Linked DNA regions of Zea mays: region 2 is linked to region 1. The links are chromatin contacts, called in public Hi-C maps. All regions are on one chromosome and are shown on one strand. Each heading gives the region's core, a stretch centred on a gene start, on an enhancer-like site or on the middle of the called end of the contact. The rest is flanking DNA. Distances are from core to core; before and after follow the strand shown.

Region 1 (7,525 bases), core at 3,502-6,001:
AATGCTCCCAAATGATGAAAAGAAGAAAAAGGAAAGGAGAACTACATATTTGGGCCCAAACTACCTTGGCCCAGCATACCTCGTGCATGCACAGCAGCCCAACGGCACCCGGTGTCCACACCCAGCCCCGCATGTCGGTGGCTCAGCGCGCACGTTAGGATGTGCCGATGTAACACCCCGTCCAATCCCGGACCGGCGGTACTCACTCCTGGCAGTTCTCTAGGATAATATATCGTCCTCATAGACCAACACAGGTCTTTTGTGCGCACTTTGTCCTCACTCATGCGCACCCGAGAAAACATCCCGGTCGGTCACCCATCCCAAATTGCTCTAAGCCAAGCACGCTTAACTTGGAGGTTCCTTCGAGATAGGCTTCCGAAAAAGAAGATGCACCTTGTTGGTATGTATACTCAATTAATGCTATTAAGCCTATGGCCAGGATATCACCATCCCAGGGGCCAGGATATCACAATCCACCCCCTTAGAAGACTGACGACCTCGTCGGTCAACCCCAATCTAGGAACCTCCCCTCTTAGCCACGTCTGTGTGTCTAGTGTCATCATATGCCATGCCATGTGACCACTCCAGGCCCACATGCACCATGCGCCATATACCTGAACCCTCTAGCCCACACACGCCCGTGAAACCTTGAGGGTTGGCTCTAATACCACTTGTAACACCCCGTCCAATCCCGGACCGGCGGTACTTATTCCTAGCAGCTCTCTAGGATAATATATCGTCCCCACAGACCAACATGGATCTTTTGTGCACACTTTGTCCTCACTCATGCGCACATGAGAAAACTTCTCGGTCGGTCACCCATCCTAAATTGCTCTAAGCCAATCACACTTAATTTGGAGGTTCCTTCGAGATAGGCTTCCGTAAAAGAAGATGCACCTTTTCGGTATGCATACTCTATTAATTCTGTTAAGCCTTGGGCCAGGATATCACCATCCCAGGGGCCAGGATATCATAGCCGACCAGTGGGCCCTCTCCGTCAGCCGCTCAGCACAGCCCTGTAGATCTTCTCAACGGATCGCCGCCAACCCTGCAGTCGCAATGGCCACCACCGTGATCTACTAACCCCAGCTGGCCTTGCCAACCGACTCCCCACATCTATAAGTGTGGTGAGTCCCCTTGGCCATGCGCACTACACCCCAACAGCGACAAAACCACCGCCACTCGCTTTGGGAGAAGGGTAGGTGCCACCGCAAGCATTACCGACTCGTCGTTAGGTCAGCCTCGTGGCCACGCGTGGAGAACCTCGTCGGGGTGTCATCGAAGCCAGTACAGGGATCACCCATGGCCAGAGTTGTCCCCCGGCCGTGAATTGCTCATCGGGGCAATTATCCACCGCGGACCCGCCATGCCACGATTCGTCCCGACGGCCGCACCACCCCTGGTGAGACTCGGCCCTAGCCCTTGCCTATCCTCATATGACGCTTAGCATTGGTATTTGTAGATTGATGAACATTCTAGTCGTGTGAATTGCTCGCCATAGTCATTGCGCCACCGAGGTGCCACTAACGCGCGTGGTAGGGACCATACCATGCTTCTACTCTCAATAATAAGGCTCTGGATAGCTTCGCTAGAGTCTCGACATTGTGATACATCGAACCACCATGGGATTAGGGCCCTGGATCCCTAGATTACCTTCTCCGGTGAAGATCGTCGCCGCGGAGGCTTAGGCACCGCCATGGTCAGGTGCGCGAGCATGGGTGATGCGTCCACGATCGTCAGATCCGATAGGGTCGGTCCAGATTGAAATCACGAATACCTCTTCGTGTTAGTTAGCTCCGACTGCTGGATTTTTTTATCAACGGTTGTGATAGCTTACCACTTCGGGATGACCCCCATCTAATCTAATCCCTTGATTCTAGATCAGGCGGTTGATGTGAACCCATACCCCTTTCAGTCACCATCTTTTGCATGAGAGCCCTTATGCTATTTATAAAACAACCCACCGTCCAGTCTAAGTAGTAAAGTCATTGCGGTTGAGTCCATTTTTACGAAACCGACCCTCAGGTCTTTGTATTAATGCCCGCTGTCCAGAGACTAATGTGTTTCATAAATTCATTCTGAAAAATCATTTCTACTATAAAAACAATTCATAAATGCTTAGAAAATCCATAACTTTCTCGTTTTAACTTCGTTCCCCCTTTCCAGTTGCGTTAACTTCATAAAAATATTTCCTACGCACTAACAACATAATCTATACCAGCACACATATGTTTATAGTTAGAAAATGTTCCATATATATTCAGTAGATTAACTCCTCTATTCTAGGTTAATTTATATATTATTATAATTTAACTCAAATATGATTTCTAATCAAGTAGTGACTTGGATTAAAGTTAAACAAAGTTAGTTATGTCTTTTCTGACATCAATTATATTAATTAACATAGAATATATATATCTTCATTATTTAATCATCTAGAACTTCAGAATATCATATCTTTATAACCATAACTTCGATGTTAGTGGATCTTGAACCTACGATCTTGTATCGACGAGTAGAACATTAATATGCAATTCATCCTCATGTTTGGTGTGATGTTAATTTCTCCTATGCAAATTGTTTGTTTGTATTATTGCGAATAGACGAGCAAGTGACCGAGGAGCCCAGAGTACAGCAGGTTGAAGATTCTGAGTAGGAGCTCATTGAAGGCAAGTTGTGCCCTCGATCACTCCTCTTTACCTAATAATGTTCCTGTTAATCACTGTGGCATGCTCGGGTTAATTTGATGGGACCTAATAGGTCACCCTAGTTTTGTTTACCCTACACCTTGCATGCAAATGAATTATTGGGTAGTTTGGCTATGCTCTACCTGATTTTTGGGAAGTAATACGATATGAATTAAGATCATACTTTATTATTATTGTAGGATTATTTACTTTCATGATAAGATTATTGTGTTAACTGGAACATAGAGAACCACCTGGAAAAACAGTGCTACCTGTTGGGGACTTGCTCTCAAATGCTATGAATTAAGAACAAGGCAACATAAAATGTCAAATATTAATGCCCTTCGTCCGCTGAAGCATTATTTCCCTAAGGATTTAATGAACTTCGGACGAAGACCATGAGCAGAATATTACGAAGGTTATACCTTCGTAATTAAAATTACAAAGATAATACAAAGTAATATACAATGTGAAACATTAAAGATGAATATATCGGAAATAAGTGACATTATTCACATATCTTATCATACGAATTTAAGATGCTTGAACATAATGTTTTATGAACATTTATACCTCTGCCTTGACAAATAATAATTCCCGAGTGAAGCGTTTGCAATTACAGGAATGCGTGAACAGTAAAAGAATACTGTTCACTATTTATAGGCACAGGACACGACCCGTGAGGAATTACAATCATACCCCTCGTAAAAATTTACAACAATGACTCGGACTCTTATGGACTAAAAAGTCATTCTATCTTTAAGTCGGTTTGTAATTCCGAAGCTTCACGAAGTGGCACCTTCGGCATCGCGTACAAGCAGCTTCAGCCGAAGTTGTTTCTTTCTACAGGACATTCGGCGACGAAGCATGGTCCCAACACTACCATAAAGGTGGAATGAGATGCCCTTGGCTAAATAATTAGAAAAGCTAGTGTGAGTTGATCTATGTTTTCCCTTTAGTGTGAGTTAATCCATGAGTCACAAACTCGGAAACCCTAAACCCTAAACCACTGGAGGAGGACTACTATGACGAGCTCGATGAAATGTAGATATCGTCTCCTAGTCACCTGTTGGCGCCAAGGAGATATTTATCTTAGTTTAATTTATTTATTATCAGTTATTTTGTAAGATATTTTCGTTATGTAATAAAGTTTGTGATATTTCTCTCTATATACTGAGTTATTATATGTGTTAATTTTGTTTGACTCATATTTAAGACGCATCTGGATTCGCTCTTAAATACTATCGAAAAAATGGCGCAACATACTTTCCCAAATACAGACTCCTAGAAGGCGCAACACTGATGTCAGCTCTAGTGGGTCTATAATTTCATTCTAGGCCAAACAATAATAGTCAGACTAGTGAGCTCCAAGTGAGAGCGAGTTAGTGATTTTAGGGGTCACAAGGGGCTAGGAATGAAAGTGGTAATCCGAACTGATAGAATAAATTTAATATTTTAAAATAGATATGTATAAAATTTGATGTTGATCTTTTTTTATGTTATCTAGCACATTAGTATAAATATGAATAAAATATTACATAAATTTTTTTATATATTATTTGCTCCCTACAACATAAAAGGTTAAAAAATTTACCGAAATTGTTTCCGAATCCATACCAAAGTTTATATCTATTATTTAAGAAAATATATGATGAGTTTGATGTTTACCTTTTATGAATCTTTACAAGCTAGATGTTAAAAACAAGAATACAAATTTGTATTATAGATTATATATCCTATTTATTCGCAATTAAAGAAAAACAACTAAAAAACTGATTATCAAATAAATACCGTTTCCGACCGTTTTTCATCCCTGTAGAGGGCCCACGTTAAAATAACCCACGCGCCAGGGCCAGGGCGCCACACGGGCACAGCGCAGCGCACCCGCCCACAGTTTCTGCCCGCCGCCGTGCGTGACACGCGGGTTCCACGTTTCTTGCCCAGCATGTCAGAGAGAGCGGCCGGACGGACACGCGCGGCGCGGTGCTTTCAGTTCGTGCTCCAGCTTTTCCGTCTAGTTTAATGGTTTTTCCTAGTCGTCCTCCGTCCTCCTCAGCTCTGGCTGCCAACCCCAAGAAGAGAACAGCCTTGCCTAGTCACTAGGCCCTAGTGTGCCCATTGCCTAGGGAAGGAGGAACCCAAGGAGAGGTGCGCGGCTGGTGGCATGCGAGTGGCAGCGGTGCCGCGGGACTCTTCTCCTCGCTGGCCGTGCGCGCCGTGCCCCGACGGTGAGCATGTCCACCCGCTTTCTTTCTGGGACATGGTGCTGTACTGAGTGCTGTTGTGTCTAGCTGCCGTCGTTTCTTTTTCTGCCGCTATTGCGATTGCGGTGAGGCCAATGTGCTGTTCCTGGTAGTGGGTGGTTCTTGCTCCGCTCGTAGGCTGCCTGATTGTAGGACTGCCGTCATCGGCGCAGCCGCGCAGATTCGTTCTCGTCGATAGTAGGGGTCGGGGGTAATAGATAGTTGATGCGGTTCATTCTAAACCTTTGATTCAAGCTCCGCGAAGTCTCAATTATACCGGGCTTATTATGATACCGGTATGGGATCTATTGGGGCTAGGCGAAGAAATGGTTCCCTGGTGGCATCAGGATATTAGCTCTGCAATTTTGCCCTGTTTATTGGAATGAGCATACCTTCTTATCGTAATGTGAATATGATGATGCTCGCTACATCAGTGTTATCCTAAAATCATTATTAGATACAGATAAGAATCCATGTTTTGGGTGTATGTTCACCTTTAGATTGATGGCAACGACTGCTATGCAAATAGTCCTTCTGTGCAAGCGTGCAAGCAAATCATCTGATCCATTAGATCGTGATCCAACCGTAAGTCACATTTAACACTTAAACCCTTCCACCACCAGCTCAATAATCTTTATAAAAAAGCTCCTAACAAATCATGGTTGTATCTATGGTTGGATCGTAATCTAATGGATCAGATAGTTTGCTTGCACGCTTGCACAGAACCACTGCTTGCATAGCAGTCGTTGCCTTGATTGGTTACCCATTTAGGCGGCCAACCCATTGCTGAAGCACGAAAATACTATGTTACCACTAGCTACTAATTAGGTATCACCACACTAATTGTATGGAGTTTTTTAGATACTGAAGTTAGTCACTCACTTCTATATCAAAATGGCATCTTTGACGACTAGGTGAACAAGTTGTTCTCTTATATAAGTCAATGATAACACTAGCTACTATTGACCATGTCTTGATATCTTGTGTGTTTTCACGCCTAGCGTGGTTTGCTGTGCTTCATCGTCTGGGACTTAATGTCCCTGCGCCATCACATGACGATGATAAATTCCAAGCATGGTGGTGATGAAGCATGAGGAGGGTGCCCAAGGCAGCAAGGAAGGGACTAAACACATAGTCATCATCATTGCTTGGACGATCTTGAAACATTGGAATCAGTGTGTGTTTGATGTCATGTCACTGTCGGAGCTGACGATGTTGCATGAGTCGAACGAGCCATGTCACCTCTGGGACATCAGTTGGGCTATGCTGTTTCTATCTAATTTAAAGGGCTGTACTGAGCTCTCTCCTAGGACATTAGCTGGGCTATGCTGTTTCTATCTACTTTAATGGGGGCAGATGTACAAGAAAACTAACCAAAGCCGTGGAATCAGCATGTATTCGGACTGTTTTGTCTATCTATTAATGAAATAATATGCAGTCCTCCTGCGTGTTTGAGAAAAAAATGCCGCCTCACTAATTTAGGAAAAAAAATCAATGACCTAGGTAAAATGGCTCCCCGCAACTTCAATTACAGCTCTCATTACTTTACTCGATCCAGTTTCTGACTCCCTGCAATGTTTCCTTTACATGCTGCCACTCATTTGGTTACAAATTATGATATCATCAATGCAATCAGGAAGATTTGCTGAGCTGAATGGTCTCACTCGTATACCACTCTGCAAAATTATCTCTAGAGAAATATGGTACAGAATTGTGTCATCAAATTTCATGTTTTCCTTTGATCTTAGGTGATCCTGCTAAAAAATTGAGCTCTGGCCGTGCTGTGGTTTCACACATAAAAAAGTGAATATGCACGGAATGGATTTTAAAATTTCATCCCAAATTACTTTTCCAGGAATCCAGGTGACACCCTGATATTGATGTGAAGTTTTGTGGAACCTCCTGCATCCTTATATGGTATTAACAATAATTTAATTGTCTGGGTGATCCATTTGAGCAAATGGAAGGCAACGACCTACCCCCTGGAAACATGTTGCAAGGGGCTCCCTATGATAGTTTAGACTTACATGGCGACTCTATGGCAAAACATGCCCCAAACTCAGGAAAACAGATCTTCAGCAGCTCCCAGATGCCGGGGACTTTCACAATGTCTATGACCAGGGCTACAGAACCTGATGACTTTCCTGGGTTTCAGTTCAAAGAACATGGAAAGAGTGATGACCACCACCACCACCAATACCATAGTCATCACCAAAAGAACTGCATGAGTGATGGTGAAGAACATGATATGGCTGAAGATGCTACTGATACCCCAAGTGGAAAAGGCAAGAAGGGCTCTGCATGGCATCGGATGAAGTGGACAGATTCAATGGTAAAACTTTTGATTACAGCAGTGTCTTACACTGGAGATGATCATGGTGCTGATTCTGGTGGTGGCAGGAGGAACATTGCAATAACGCAGAAGAAGGGCAAATGGAAGGCGATATCGAAGGTTATGGGAGAGAGAGGTTGCCATGTGTCACCGCAACAGTGCGAGGACAAGTTCAATGACCTTAACAAGAGATACAAAAGGCTGATAGACATCCTTGGCATGGGCACTGCTTGCAATGTTGTGGCTAATCCAGCACTTCTTGA
Region 2 (7,525 bases), core at 3,066-5,565, 220 kb after region 1:
AGCGCAAGGACCGCCGCAATTCGTGCGGCCTGCTCAGGGAAATCCACGCGCTGGAGAAGTGCGCGCAGAGGCTCGCGGAGGCCATCGATGCCGCGCCGGTCCCACTCACCGGCGAGCGGGAGGCCGAGGTGCGGGAGGCTGCAGCCCAACTCGCCGCCGCCTGCTCCGCCATGAAGGACGGGCTGGACCCGCTGGAGAGACAGGTCCGCGAGGTCTTCCACCGCATCGTGCGCAGCCGAATGGAGGGTCTCGATTCACCGATGCCCAATGCCGATTGAGCTCAATCAACATGATCATCATCATCTTGCCTTTAGATTTCCCAATGTGGCGGTGCTAGGTAGCTATCTTTTTTCGCTCGCTCTTGTGATCAGCTAGTGGTAAGTATAAAATGTGTGTCCTTGTGTAAAGGATTACAGAAAAAGGGAGAGGGAAGGTGTCATCTTTAGGTAAAGATGGTTCCTTTATTCCCATGTTTTGATGCTGCATTTGGTGTATATCGTTGTGTTTTTTTGCTAGTGTCACGTCTGTTCGCTGCTAATTCTCGAGCAACTTGTGTCACTTTGGGAATGTGACTATCATTGACAATGCTAACAAGCAGGAAAAAAAATGTAAATATGTACTGTAGTTTAACTTTGCACACTCCCTTGGTTTTTCATTCCATCAATATCATTGTGCAAAGAAATGGGACAACAATTGTCGCAAAAATGCGGGCGGATCGAATTGTGACACAATAACACCAACAAAGCCTTGGTGGTCAGAGTATTCTAAATGGTCTCAATTGGGCAATATGTGGCATATTTTGGACTGCTCATCTGCATTATGAATTGAATTGATTGACCTTTGTGGTAAATCGATTCATGAGTTGCAAAGTGAATAGATGAAGAACGGGAGCAACTGGATGTAACTATTATTATGAAATAAACTGATTACAAGCATATTTCAGAATAGATGCTGCAACCTTCTCTGTGGAGGAAAAGGAAAACCAAGTTGCAGGATATTTTTGAAGGCATTGAAAACCAAGTTGTACTTAACGAAACTGCAGTATTTTGTGTGTTTATGCTTTACCCAAATGTCTTGCTCGTGCAATTTTCTTGTACATACAGTGGGTTCCATAGACCATTTCTGATTCTCGAGTAACTTGTGTTGCAACAAACATATCGTTCACTTCGGACCTGTGCTCTTCGTTGGACAACTCCATGCGTGCAAACTAGAAAGAAATGCGCATAGTTTTCAGTCGAGTCTCAATCTGGCAACACGATTGCGGATTTTGCTCTCATACGCGTGATGAACTAACTGATTTGGCTTGTGCGCAAGAGCGAGCACGCAGGTTCAACATCTGGAGGATAGCAATGGGATGGGATTAATAACTACACGCAGCTTTCGCATTGAATAAAGTTGGTGTTACAACACTTCAGAACAGTAGAAGCTGCAACCTTTTTTTTTCCTTTCTTTCTTGGGACGGTGGACCTGCAGGATATTTTGAAGGCGCTAATGATGATGAAGAGGTCGTGATCAAGGCAATAAAACGACGCCATTTTTCCGTGCCTGATGGGGAAAAAAATGACAGTGTTTGTGTCTGTTCCAGCAGATCTACAGGCCGTTGCCGCTCTAGTGCGGCGGTTGGATGTGCTGTTTTTTCTTCTCCCACGTACGTGGTGCCCAGCAATTGTCGGATGGTACGGAAGACCCGAGTGGCTCCAAAAGACAGCGTAGCCGGATTAAAGCTGTATCTCGCTGATTATGGTCTCTCTCATCTTGGGCCTTTTACTCATAACCTCACTAACCCTCTTACTTTTGGCGTCGTCAGGGCCTGCGGGCTCTGCTGCAGGTTCACCTGCCACACATGGAGCCTGGTTTACAAGAGGCAAAGAGTAAGAGGTGGTTTCTGACTTTGTATTTTGCCTGGGCACGGGCATCTTCATTCGTCGTCAACTCGCCATTATCGTCGTCATCATGGCCACTTTTTCGTCAGTGTCTGTCTGTACACGGCGAGAAGAGAGGAGAGGTGATGGCGTGACGGCATGCGGCTGCCTGATGCCCAGTCCCAGAGCCGCAGCTGCCTGCCTGTTCTTCGTGTTCCTTCTTCTGTTGGTCGTCTGTGGTCTCCATTGCTCTGGTGATCTGTCTCGCTTTTCCAGCTGGCTGGTGATGCTGCGGGGGAAGAGGACGGCAAGCCTCGTGTGTGTGATGCAGGCGCAGGTGAGGTCGGCTGCAGGCTTCTCACCTGCCGCCGCTGCTGCAGCGTGCGTGGCGACCCCTTTGGTGGTCCCGTTCCCACATTGTTGGGCCTGGGTCTGGGCGTCACCGGTGCGTCATGCTCGCGTCACCTTGCTGGGACGTGCTGGCTGGATCTTCCCGTTCCTTTGGCACATACATCCCGGGAAGGATTTTAATTGATTTTTTTCCCTTCAAATTTTGGTTACAAGGAAGATATTCAGGGCCCTCTGCCAGAGTTGAAAATCGTTTTTCATTACTGATTTCTGAGATAAACTACGGGCCGCTTTGGCAGGGCTCTGGCTTCTCCAAAAACGGCTTTGGCTCTGGCTCACGAGGTGAAGCCACTTCTTTAGATGAGCCAAAGCCATTCTGAAAAATCATTTGGCAAAACGGCTTATAGATTGTTTTTCAGAAAGACCCTTGTATAGTTTACTTTTTACGTGGTCGATCTCTCCTGTACGTGGCTAGGGATTGAGGGCAGGACCAAAAAAATTAATTTGGACTGGTGGGAGGGCTATTGTGCAAAAATGACGTGAGCTGAAAAAAAATTAATTATTTTTTTAGCTCATGTCCTCTAGTTCATTTTGGAAAAGCACTTCACTGGTGAAGCCATTTGAAAAAAAGGTGTTTGGCACAACTTTTGCATGAGCCAGAGCCGAAGCTGAAAAATAAGCCCTACCAAAGGGGCCCTACTTGTACGTTCTACCCCTACATTTAAGCAAGCTAATTCCAGTGCTATTTTTAGATGGATTATGATTAAATACAATGATACTCGTACTAGTTGCATGGAGGTCGATCAGATTCAAATCAGGTCAAGGTTGGCCGTGGGTTATTTGGTAGGCCTATACTCGACCCATGTCTAATGTCAAGTTGGGTCGGCTCGCGCTTCCCTAGGGATGACAATGGGTACCCGAAACTCGAACCCGATGGATAAAAAGCCTACTAGGGTACGGGTATGGCGGATTTTGATACCTATGGATATTTTATTGGGTCATTTGTTATGCCCATCGGGTACAGTGGGCATGTGTATGTTCTCTGTTGCCCCATAACCGCTACTCGATGGGGAACCCGCTAATATATTCAAATATTAAGTATTGTGTATTGAACAATTAGATTTGAAGACATGATTTTGTCCACAGTTTTGTAGAATCAATGCTATGTTTTGTGTGATTTGAAGGCATGATGTTGCCATTTAATTTTGAATATTTGTTGAACCTGTGATAAAATTATGTTGGGTTCGATACATTTGTTATGCTGGTATTTATTTTTGCGATTCAAATGATCATGTCTATCGTAATGTTAATGAGTATGTGTATCTGATGGGTACCCGCTACCCATGGTGGGTATGAGTATGGCGTAATTTTGTAACCATGATGGGTAGTGGGTATGGGTATGAGTCAATTTTTTCCTAGTGGGTATGAGTATGACTTCGTATGCCCACGCTTCCCTATTGGACATGTCAGATCGGTTTTTTTTTTTGGCTTTGAGCCGTTTTTTGGATTGGGTCAAGTTTTGGGTCAAAAATCAATAATTGTACCTCGCTGGTTGGACTCCTTTTCCCTTATGATCAAATGTTTTTTAACGCGACAGCCACAAAATAGCTCAATTTTTTGGTCATATATGTTTTGTACTTATGTTTATGCTTCATTTCATTTGATTAATTTTAGTGACCGAATAAATTTCTTTGTATTGGATCGATGGCTTGGCCCGTGGGCTAGCACGGTCACAAATGAGGTTGTGCTTTAGCAGGCCATACTATGATGTGCTTGCCAGCCCAGATGTATGTACATGAATATATTCCTAAATAATGATGAGCCTCTCAAATGTTATAGCACTAGTGTTAAGATACCTACAACGGAGCATGGATATAAACGTGCAAAATATTGTTTTGTACACTGTTTATATAGTGAAGTTTTGAATAGTAAGTGAGATATATAGTGTGAGAGGAAGGTTGGTGGCCTCATCGTAATTCAAGAAGATTTTTCCACGAATGGGCCTGCCGATGCGAGCTGCTAGGGTATTTAGGCCCACTAATGAGTCCGTCCGACCATTGTGGTTGGCTTAGAAATATTTGCCGGACACCAAGGGGCCAAGAAAAAGAGGAGGTCGCTTGCGTGGCCGCGCGACAAGGCGTACGGGGAGAGGGAAGAGGGGTGGCCGGTCTCGCCGGCGTCGATTCGCCGCCGTGTGGCGATCCCTGCACGGACGTCGGTCGGTCGCCATGGAGACGGCGCATGAGGTGGCCATTTACATCGACCGCTTCCACAACCTGGACCTGTTCCAGCAAGGGTATCAAGGATTCGGAGAGAGACCAAAAAAAAAAAAATCCCCAGTCCCTTTCTTTTTTTCCCTTTGAAGAACATGTTAACTTTCTCGTATTTTTTTAACGGCATTCGTTTTTCGACTCCCCTCGATGGGTAGAAAAAGATATGCATTGCATTGTTTGTCGATTTGGAGAGCAAATATTTTTGGCCTTTGATTTTTTTTTTGTTCGCATGCAGATGGTACCGCGTGAAGATTAGTGCCCTGTGGGAGGATGACGAGAATCGAGCACCCATCTCGCCGGCCAGGGTCACGCAATACGAAGGTGCGAATTCACCTTTCTTGATGCAGATATATAAAAAATAATAATAATCCATTCTTCATTCTGTTCCGCAGAAAATATGTCGCCATGATTTGACATGTAATATAATCTGTTCTGTTCTACTCTATATAGACGATTTGACACGCAATGACATGCGATTTCACCTCTTGTTTATCAAAAAAAAAAACACATGAACCACACCATCATTACGACGGATAGAGAGCTAGCTAGCTAGCTGATTACGAGGAAGGATGGGATAGTTCCTTCTGATTCTGAAGTTATTTTTTTTAAACAAACCGGCAAGAGAGGTCCCCACTGTGTTAAAAAGAAGGGGTTGCCCAGACAAGCACTGTACAAAACGCACCAATTATACAATTAAGTACAGAAGGGAAAAAAATACCTCCGACAGAGGAGCGACGGGTCAAAAAACACGGACGGTGGTGGTTCAAGAGGTTATCATTGTGCTCTGCTCCCAGCCTCCCACCATGATCCAAACTCTCACCTCGTCCTTGATTTTCTAAAGCACCGTAAAGTTTGCGGCCAAGCATTCAGGTGCAAATCAGAATTTGCTGTCCAGACGGCGATTTTGATCCATAGTCGTTTAGTGAACTGTAAGTCTCTGAAAAGGTGCCGGCCTGATTCCACATGTAGCCTACATAGTGGGCAGATCCCTTTGGTTTGGGCACGTCTAGGCTTCTAATATGTGAACGGTCCAAATTCGGTTCTGAATTGCAAGTCACCTCAAGAATTTACATTCAAACGGAGCCCAGGGTTTCCATATTATGGCTTCAAAATTATAGCGGGTTGCGCCTATAAACTGGGCCTGGTAAGCCGAAGAAGCAGAGTACTCTCCATTTTCCTCAAATTTCCATGTAGCGTGCCATTCTTAGTAGGATGTTGCGCCTCAGTCTCTTGCCATAGGCGTGATGTACTCGGCAAATGTTGGGCAGAGAAGTTTCGATGCTGAAGGTTGATGTCGTGTATCCAATTGTTGGCAGTCAAGTCTTGGTGCAGTGTTCTGTTTCTTCTCGTGGAGATGAAAGAGAGAGATTTGGGGAAGAGTCCAGGATGGTAAGGATCAATTAGGGTCATGCGGTTTCCTTGTTTAGGAGGTTTTCTTTTGCCTCTGGCTCTTCCCCTATATATGTAACAACACTCTACTCTATCAATATAGACACAATTCCTGCATTCTACTTCACTCACATGGTATCACTAGTCTAGGTTTTTTCCCTGCCGCTTCCGCTTCTAGCGTGTTGTTCTTCAGCGCTGCTCCATGGCCGCTGCCATCTCAGGCATCGAGTCCGATCCCCTTGTTGTCCCACTGTTGAGCACCAATTTGAGCGCGGACGGTGCAGCCCTGAGACCGGACGGTCCGCGCGTGCGCAGAGCAGATTAGGGTTCCGAGTTTTGTGCTAAGGTTGTTAGCTAGATTCGTGGAATTAGCTCGGGAAATTAGTTTGTAAAGGGTCCAGCCCCCCTCCTATATAAATAGAGAGGTATACTGCCGATTTGTAAGAATCAATCGAATCAATAATACTTCTATCTCGCATTTATTTCATGTACAATTAGGAGTAGTTCTAGTCTAGTTCTAGTTTAGCCTCTCAATCCCCAAATTCTCCGCTTCTCTTCGACTCTACGTCGATTAGAGGAGTCTAGGTCGGCCTGCCCGAGCCTAGACAACTTCTAGGATCTCTCCTCCCTGACGGGGTCCCTCCCGGGAGCGAGATCCAGGCGCCGCCGGCGACCTTCCGCCGCCCCTGCGCACGCGCGGACCGTCCGGCCCTAGGGCGCAGACCGTCAGGCCGTCAGGCAGGAAACCCTAGCATCGCGCCAGGCCGCGGACCGTCCGCCCCTGCGCAGAGAGCACCGCCGCTGGTTCTTGTGTAGTGTTTGGCGCCCGAAAAAGGCGCCAACACACTTTTTGGCGACTCCGCTGGGGACGATTTCATATAGACCTATCGAGATCGGCCCTCAATGGTCGGTTCAAAAGATAGCTCTGAAGTTTCCACCAGCAATATCATCATGCCGACATGGGAAACCTTGCCGGCTGAAAAACTGCTCCTATTCGAGGAGCGCCAGGAGCAGCTGATCCGAGAAGCAAAGGCGAAATTCCTGGCCGACTTCAAGGTAGACAGGAACAACAAAGTCATTCGGCAACGGGCGATAGATCTGGCTTCGCTCTGACCTACTACGATTACCCCCAATGTAAGTAGCACCAATGAACTCCAATCTCTTAAAGCTTACATAGACGAACAGCGAAAGCAGATGCAACGTATCGTAGGAGATATACAAAATGATCATAAAAGGCTAGTGCGTGCGCTTGATAAGTCTACTATTGCAAATCTTCCTTCGCACAAGGTTGAACTGAGGGAATACACACGTAATTCATCGGCTACAGGTTGTCACGACCAGTCACAACCCCTTTATGGGATGCCGACAGACATGTACCTTGGGCAACAACAGCCTCCCACGCACATCGGCGATAAATTTGTCGATCTGCGCATGTCCGGACCGTCCGCACGTGAGCGCGGACCGTCCGAGCCAGCGGCGGCCGATCCCATTTTTAGAAGCGAATTACCGAGGCCTGCACCCAAGCCGCCACATGCCGTGCAAACCCTAGATAAACCATTCAAACCGTCTGCGTATGGCGCCAGACAGTCCGAATATAATGTCGGACGGTCCGGTACATAGTTTTTTGAGGAGGATGGATATCCAACTCCGTAT

What was found. Hi-C and Micro-C count contacts between places; a contact is called where the count stands out from the background.
Region 2: a contact with region 1 is called in a Hi-C map of endosperm, with 2.2 times the contacts expected there. The contact joins the promoter of LOC103654636 here to the promoter of LOC100383956 in region 1. A contact is called at or near these places in 2 of 25 Hi-C or Micro-C datasets (bundle sheath and endosperm).

The regions. Positions count from the first base shown.
Region 1 is chr4:221,263,949-221,271,473 of Zm-B73-REFERENCE-NAM-5.0, forward strand. It overlaps LOC100383956, which reads left to right and starts at 4,752. Exons shown (of 4, transcript NM_001366852.1): 1 at 4,752-4,915; 2 at 6,567-6,633; 3 at 6,786-7,525. The coding sequence starts at 6,891.
Region 2 is chr4:221,487,545-221,495,069 of Zm-B73-REFERENCE-NAM-5.0, forward strand. It overlaps LOC103654636, which reads left to right and starts at 4,316. Exons shown (of 14, transcript XM_020552840.3): 1 at 4,316-4,506; 2 at 4,719-4,804. The coding sequence starts at 4,439. It overlaps LOC100277582, which reads left to right. Exons shown (of 1, transcript NM_001151100.2): 1 at 1-604. The coding sequence ends at 278.